Regions from separate parts of the Mus musculus genome. Here region 2 is linked to region 1. Evidence: chromatin contacts called from public HiChIP or PLAC-seq data. All regions are on one chromosome and are shown on one strand. The core of a region is the stretch at or near the end of the contact, and the rest is flanking DNA. Distances in the headings are between cores, read along the strand shown.

Region 1 (2,921 bases), core at 408-2,907:
GGCCTCCTTATGTAACTGCACACATGCAGTATTCATCTACAGCTACGTATACATGAATAAAAATAATAAACTTTTCTTAAGTGCCAACACATGTACAAATATTCATGTTCATAGCCCGCACTCACCTTTTTCCCAGTCAAGGTCGGCTGTTTTGGTTGGAGGGGTTTGCCAGTCTTCATAGGCTTTTCGGCAACTCTGTTGACTGTCCCCAAAGCCTTTCTGCTGGCTTTAGGCACGGCTGGAGCATTGAACACTTTGCCGACTCGAGGCGTTGAAACCTGCAATTTCCCATCTAAGGCCTTGACTGTTGAAAAAGGGATAATCATTAAAAAAAAAAAAAAATCACAGACTCAGTGGGTAAATAAAGGAGCTTTCGGCTAAACCAGACAACCTGAATTCAGTCCCCAGAACCCACACAGTATAAGGAAAACCAATTTCCACAGGTTGTCCTCTGACCTCCACAGGCACACCACGGCATGCGTGTGACCCCACACATACACAAATAAAGGTAATAAATGTATTGCTCTTAAAGATTAGGCCATACAACTTAACTCAATTCTTACACACAAACCTGTGCCTCATTTGGGGCAGTTACTTAGCACTCTAAATAACCTCATTAAGACAATAAGTATGAACATAGGCACCATGGCGCACGCCTTTAATCCCAGAATTTAGGAGTCAGGGGTAAGTGGATCTCCTGAGTTCAAGGCCAGCCTGATCTGCATAGCAAATCCCAGGCCAGTTAAAGCTATGTCTCAAAAAACCGATTTAAGCAGAGCGCCTGGACACGTGACTTAGTAGCATTTGAAAAGCTCCAAGTTCCATTCCCGGCAGTGCATAAGCCAGGCAAGGTGGCCCATGCCTGTAATCACTGCACTGGGCAGGTGGAGTCAAAGGATCAGAAGTTCAAGGCCCCCCTAGGTTACATTGGGAACTGTAGGCTGGGACCATTCACAACACCTGTGTATCTCAAGGCAGGAAATACTTACCACCAGTGCCCAGCTTCAACCCATCCTTAGATGCCAAACGGCGGCCGGGTTCTTCATTATCCTTATCAACAAAGATAAGAGTAGCCATTCTGGATTACTCTAAGGGAGAGACCTGAATATTAGGATATTGGCATTGAGGACGGCTGGAAAAACTACGCAGTAACAGAGACCAAGCTTTACCCAGGGCACCTATGCACAAAAATTTATAAGTAGCTGGAGAAGTCAACAGGCTTAATCCAGATCCTAAATCTGCACGCCAGGGTCATAAAACACTCAACTCTTACAGAAATCAGTTTATGTTGGCACCCATCAAAACTGTCTCCAGCCTACAATCTCTGCTATAAAGAGAAGCCAAGAGGATGCTCAAATTTGGCCTCCTGCTACATAACAAGTTCAAGACCAGCCAGGGCTGCTTGAGATCCTGAAGTGGGGAGGGAAGAAGAAAAGTAAAAACAGCGTTGCTGTGGGTCGAGCACGACAAGAGCGCCTCGGGACGCGGGGCCGAGTGAAGCACACGTCCCGACCCTGCTTCAACCTCCAGTCCCGGGTCTGCCCTCCCCGCCACCCCAAGCTCGCCCAAGACGCCCTCACCCACGACGAGCTCACAGCTAAACTCACCGAAGACTGCGCCACCAACGACCCGGCACACCGCAGTTTAAACTGTAACTCAATTGGTCCCTCCGAGAGGAGGTGGGGCCTACAGCCTGAGAACCAATGGGAGCAACGGAAGTTTTCAGCCACCGCCCAGCTCTCGCGTCTGTCTCCAAAGTATTAAGGAAAACAAAACTAAACAAAACCAAAAAAAAAAAAAAACAAACAAACAAACTAGAATCGTACATTGTCCAAAACTCCTGTGAGAGGCTTTTTGTTTGCCACGACATGGACCTGCGAGAAGGTACTCACCCAATAAACGTCTTGTCCCTTTAAATTTGAAGGGCTTTTTTTTTTTTTTTTTTTTTTTTTTTGGAAACAGGTTTTCACAGGACTCAGACTGTCCTTGAACTGTGCAATGGATGGTGAATGACAATCACTTTTAACTCCTGAGACTGCTTCCGGTCTTCCAAGGACTAGATTAGTGGCTGTGCCACTGCTCCAGGCTCACTTTTATGGTTTTGGCTTCTTTGAAAAAGTCTCTTACTACCCAGTTCAGGCTTTTCGGAAACTCACTAGCCCAGGCCTGCTTCTGACTCAAGATTCTCCTGCCTCAGAGCTCAGATCAGAGTAGCCAGAGTGTAATCTCTAGGGGAACAGGCCTGCGCAGTAGATACTGGAGTTTGGAGAAGACTAAAAAGGAATAAGTAGTAGAAGAGACCAACATGTACATAAAAACTTAACTGAAGAAGCCAAGAGGTTTAATCCAGACCTTAAATCTTCAAGTCAAAGTCAGAGGCACTAATCTACTGAGAAGATGGTTTGGGTCTTGGATCGGCCCCCACCAAAACCTATCCAAGACTGGAGAGATTCCTGGGCAGTTACAAGCACTTACTGATCTTGAAGAAGACCCTGGCTGTCCTGGGAATCACTATGTAGACCAGGATGGCCTGGAACTTAAGACATCTGCCTGCCTTTGCCTCTTAAGTAGTAGTTAATCTCTGCTTATTTTTAGAACTTGTGGAAATTTGGCAGGTTTGAAGACAAAGAATGGAGATTATTCAAGAGCCCAGGACTTCCCATTGAAATAAGCATTGTTAATAATAACATTGGAGCCTCCCCCTGCACACTTTCTGCTATGTGTGTGATTATATTTAATTAACATAAAAGTTCCTTAGTCTCCTTTGTGTGTTCCTGAAAACATTCTAAAGTTCCATGATTGATACTGGGATACTTGTACTAGGAATTTCACCCACCCCACCCCACCCCCTCCTGCTGGACAGACCCTTTCTACAAAGGTTGTGACAGCTTGTAAAGTCCTCAGCTCTATGGAGCCACAGG
Region 2 (2,939 bases), core at 202-2,701, 340 kb after region 1:
ATAAGGAAGCCAAAATCCTCCTCTGGCCCCCTGGGCATCTCGCTCATGTGTACCTATGCCTCCAGCTTTAGTGATGTGCACCTTATTGGGGTGGGGTTGACCCACACACGGAGAGTTAGCATTTTCTCAATTCAACAATCAATGTGAATATCTTTCTTCCTGCACAGTTGGACCACTGCCAAGCTTCTGACCTTTTTAATGTCCACGTACAACCTGAACTTCACCATCCTTTGGAAGGCACACAGACTGAACCTGATGCTTCTATCTCAGCACTTTGGAAAGAGGGGGAAAGACACGATCTTCCTCTGAATGTGAGAAAATGTATTGAAATGCCTTACGTAGTTTTTGCTTCAATTAGAAGTCCCAAAAGGATCAAACATCTTGGCAGCTGATGCTCCATTGATGGATGCTAAAAGGAAAAGTTCTGTTTTCTTTTTAAATTAAAAGCACTTATGTGCAAATAAAAAGTATCAGCCAAAAATAAAGGTATTAATAAATTACACTTTGTCAGAATTAAATATTCCTGCATTTTAAAGGACATAATTAAGGAATTCAAATACACGGTATCAACTAAGAGAAAAGAACATATACATAAAAGGAGTTGCATGTTATGGAAATAAAAAGAAATCTTTAAAAAATGATTGGATGTGTGCACTTGAGTTTGGGTACTTGTAGAGGCCAAGAGAGGTTGTCAGACATGAATGCTTGGAATTGAATCTAGGTTGTCTGAAAGAGCAGCAAGTGCTCCCAACAGCTGAAATATTTCTCCAGTTCCAGAAATAAGGAAACCTAACATCTCAGCTTGAAATAATATATCTTGCTAAGATGAAAATATCTATTAAAAATGAGCAGACTTGAACACACCATCAAAAAATGTATGGAGGGCAAATAAGCAGATAAGACATTTGACGGTACTAGTCATTAGGGAAATGCAAATTCAAGCCACAGGAAGAGTACCACCAACCTGTTAGAATGACTACAATTAAAGCCGACTAATGCTCTCGGAGCTGGTGAGGAAGCAGAGTAACTGGCTGTCTTATGCCTCGTTGGCAGGAAAGCAAAGTGGCCAGGCAATATTAGAAACAGCCAGGCAAAATCTGGAAAGTTGAATATGCATCTGCCAGATACCCTGGCAATATTGCTCAAGAGACTTTGTGTGTGTGTGTGTGTATGTGTGTGTGTGTATCTACAATTCATAGCATTATTAGTCAGACTCAGGAAAACTACCTCTTTTCCAGAAAAATATCCCACTCTGAGTAGTATTTGGAGGGTTCCTAGACTTGTTGAAGCTAACACACAGATCCCAAGTTAAGTACCCTTAACCTAGGATTCCAGAACATTTCCCCAACTGAGAGTCAAGGGAAGAGCTGCAGAGAAGATCCAAGCTGAATTGCAGAGCAACGTTTCATTCGCGTTGCTTACTCGTATTGGACAGCAGATGGCGCGCCCGCCTGCCTGAACGCCGGGCAGGTTGCACTCTAAGAACGCGGTGGCGCGCGAGGGGGCGTGGCGCAGTGCCTCTCACCACCTCGTCCGAGAAACAGCTTCCAAGTGTGCGTGGAGGAAGGACGCCAGATTGCAGGTGGCTAGGAGCAGCCCCGGGGGGCCCCCCTCTGTATTCCTTCCTAGCGTTGAGCTGTAGATGCGGCGTAGCGGTGGAGAGATGCGCGTCCCTCAGGGTGCTTGGATGCGGTGTGCGAGCAGAGCTCTTGGCAGTAAGCACAAACCACAGAAACCTGACTGCAAATACTTCCACATGCAAAGGAGGAAACCGAAACCTTCCTGCGTCATTTAAAAGGAACGAAAGCTGGAGATGTAGTTCAGTGGTAAACTCTTGTCTAGCTTACGTGAGTGAGGGCTAGGTTCAATTCTCTGTACTGGCAAATTCAAATAAAATAAAACCAAACGAAAAGCATCCAAACAACTCTGTTTTTTTTTTTTTTTTTTAACCTTCTTATAGAGCGGTCTTTCCCCTGCACACTAGACTTCTTCCTTATTGTGGGCAGTGTGGTACAGGTAAACTAAGAGAAGCTTGACTGAAGACGCGTAGGGCTTGTTTTCTCAGCTGCTATCCTTGGCTCATCCAAGCAGGAGGGTAGAAGTTAGAGCCTGAAAAGCAGAGAGACGCTCAGCCTGGGCAGAGAAGAAGAGACCCCTCGAACTTAGTACTGGGGAAAGTGAGTCCCAGAAGGCAGTAGGCATTGTAAGGTTACTCAATTGGTTGACATGTATATCCCTCCGAATAAGGATGAAGGTGTCTGGTGTGCAGGCAAAACAGTGTTTTGTAGGGGGATCAGGGTTTCTAAAAGCCAGTTGTTTTCATGGGGTCATAAATTAGCCCAGCTCCTAAAGCAATGATGCTTTGCAGCAAGGGTTCTCAACCCGTGGGTCGCGACCCGTCTCGAGAGTTTGACTAACGTTTTCACAGCGGTTACATATCCAGATATCCTATCCTGCGTATCAGATATTTACATCACGATTCATACCAGCAGCAAGATTACAGTTATGAAGTAGCAACGAAAGTAATTTTATGCTTGGGCTCATCATAAAGCAAAAAACTGTATTAAGGGATTCCAGCCTGAGAAAGGTTGAGAAACACTACTCTAGCGCATTGCTTCTCAGCAGCCTGCCTGTGATTTCAGCACCAGGGAGAGGCAGAGGCAGGAGGATCACCTTGGCGTTCAAGGCTAACTTGGGTGAGTTCCAGGTCCACTTGTGCTAAAGTGTAATGCCCTGTTTCTGGTGGGGAAAAAGAAAAGATTCTGGCTCATGATCAACTGTGCCTCAAGAAGAAGGATGTGCAGACCAGATGCCCGGGTCTTCCATTTCCTAACCCAGTCGGGAGGAATGGGAGGTGGGATAAGTCCGTATTCTAAATAAGCATTCTGATTAATCCTTCCATCCTCCTCAATATTTTTAAAATAATTACTTATTTATTT

Evidence for each region. HiChIP or PLAC-seq counts read pairs in DNA pulled down with a chosen protein or histone mark.
Region 2: a FOXA1 HiChIP or PLAC-seq map of pancreatic cancer cells shows a contact between it and region 1. The contact joins the enhancer-like site here to the promoter of Pttg1 in region 1. A contact is called at or near these places in 3 of 39 promoter capture datasets (embryonic stem cells and stem cell-derived epiblast-like cells), 3 of 484 Hi-C or Micro-C datasets (CD4 T cells, the N1E-115 cell line and embryonic stem cells), 10 of 115 datasets of contacts at active chromatin or transcription factors (embryonic stem cells, epiblast stem cells, neural tube and 1 more) and 2 of 9 other capture datasets (adipose tissue and liver).

Annotation. Positions count from the first base shown.
Region 1 is chr11:43,424,594-43,427,514 of GRCm38.p6, forward strand. It overlaps Pttg1 (pituitary tumor-transforming gene 1), which reads right to left and starts at 1,658. Exons shown (of 6, transcript NM_001131054.2): 1 at 1,608-1,658; 2 at 990-1,088; 3 at 126-304. The coding sequence starts at 1,077.
Region 2 is chr11:43,765,565-43,768,503 of GRCm38.p6, forward strand. No RefSeq gene overlaps it. Among named protein-coding and RNA genes, the nearest start is that of Ttc1, 19 kb to the left of the region's middle. Within about 2 kb of position 1,452, at least 88 of the 459 cell types and tissues checked have an H3K27ac peak or open chromatin away from gene starts, as enhancers often do. A contact at or near this core is called in pancreatic cancer cells, where this site is marked.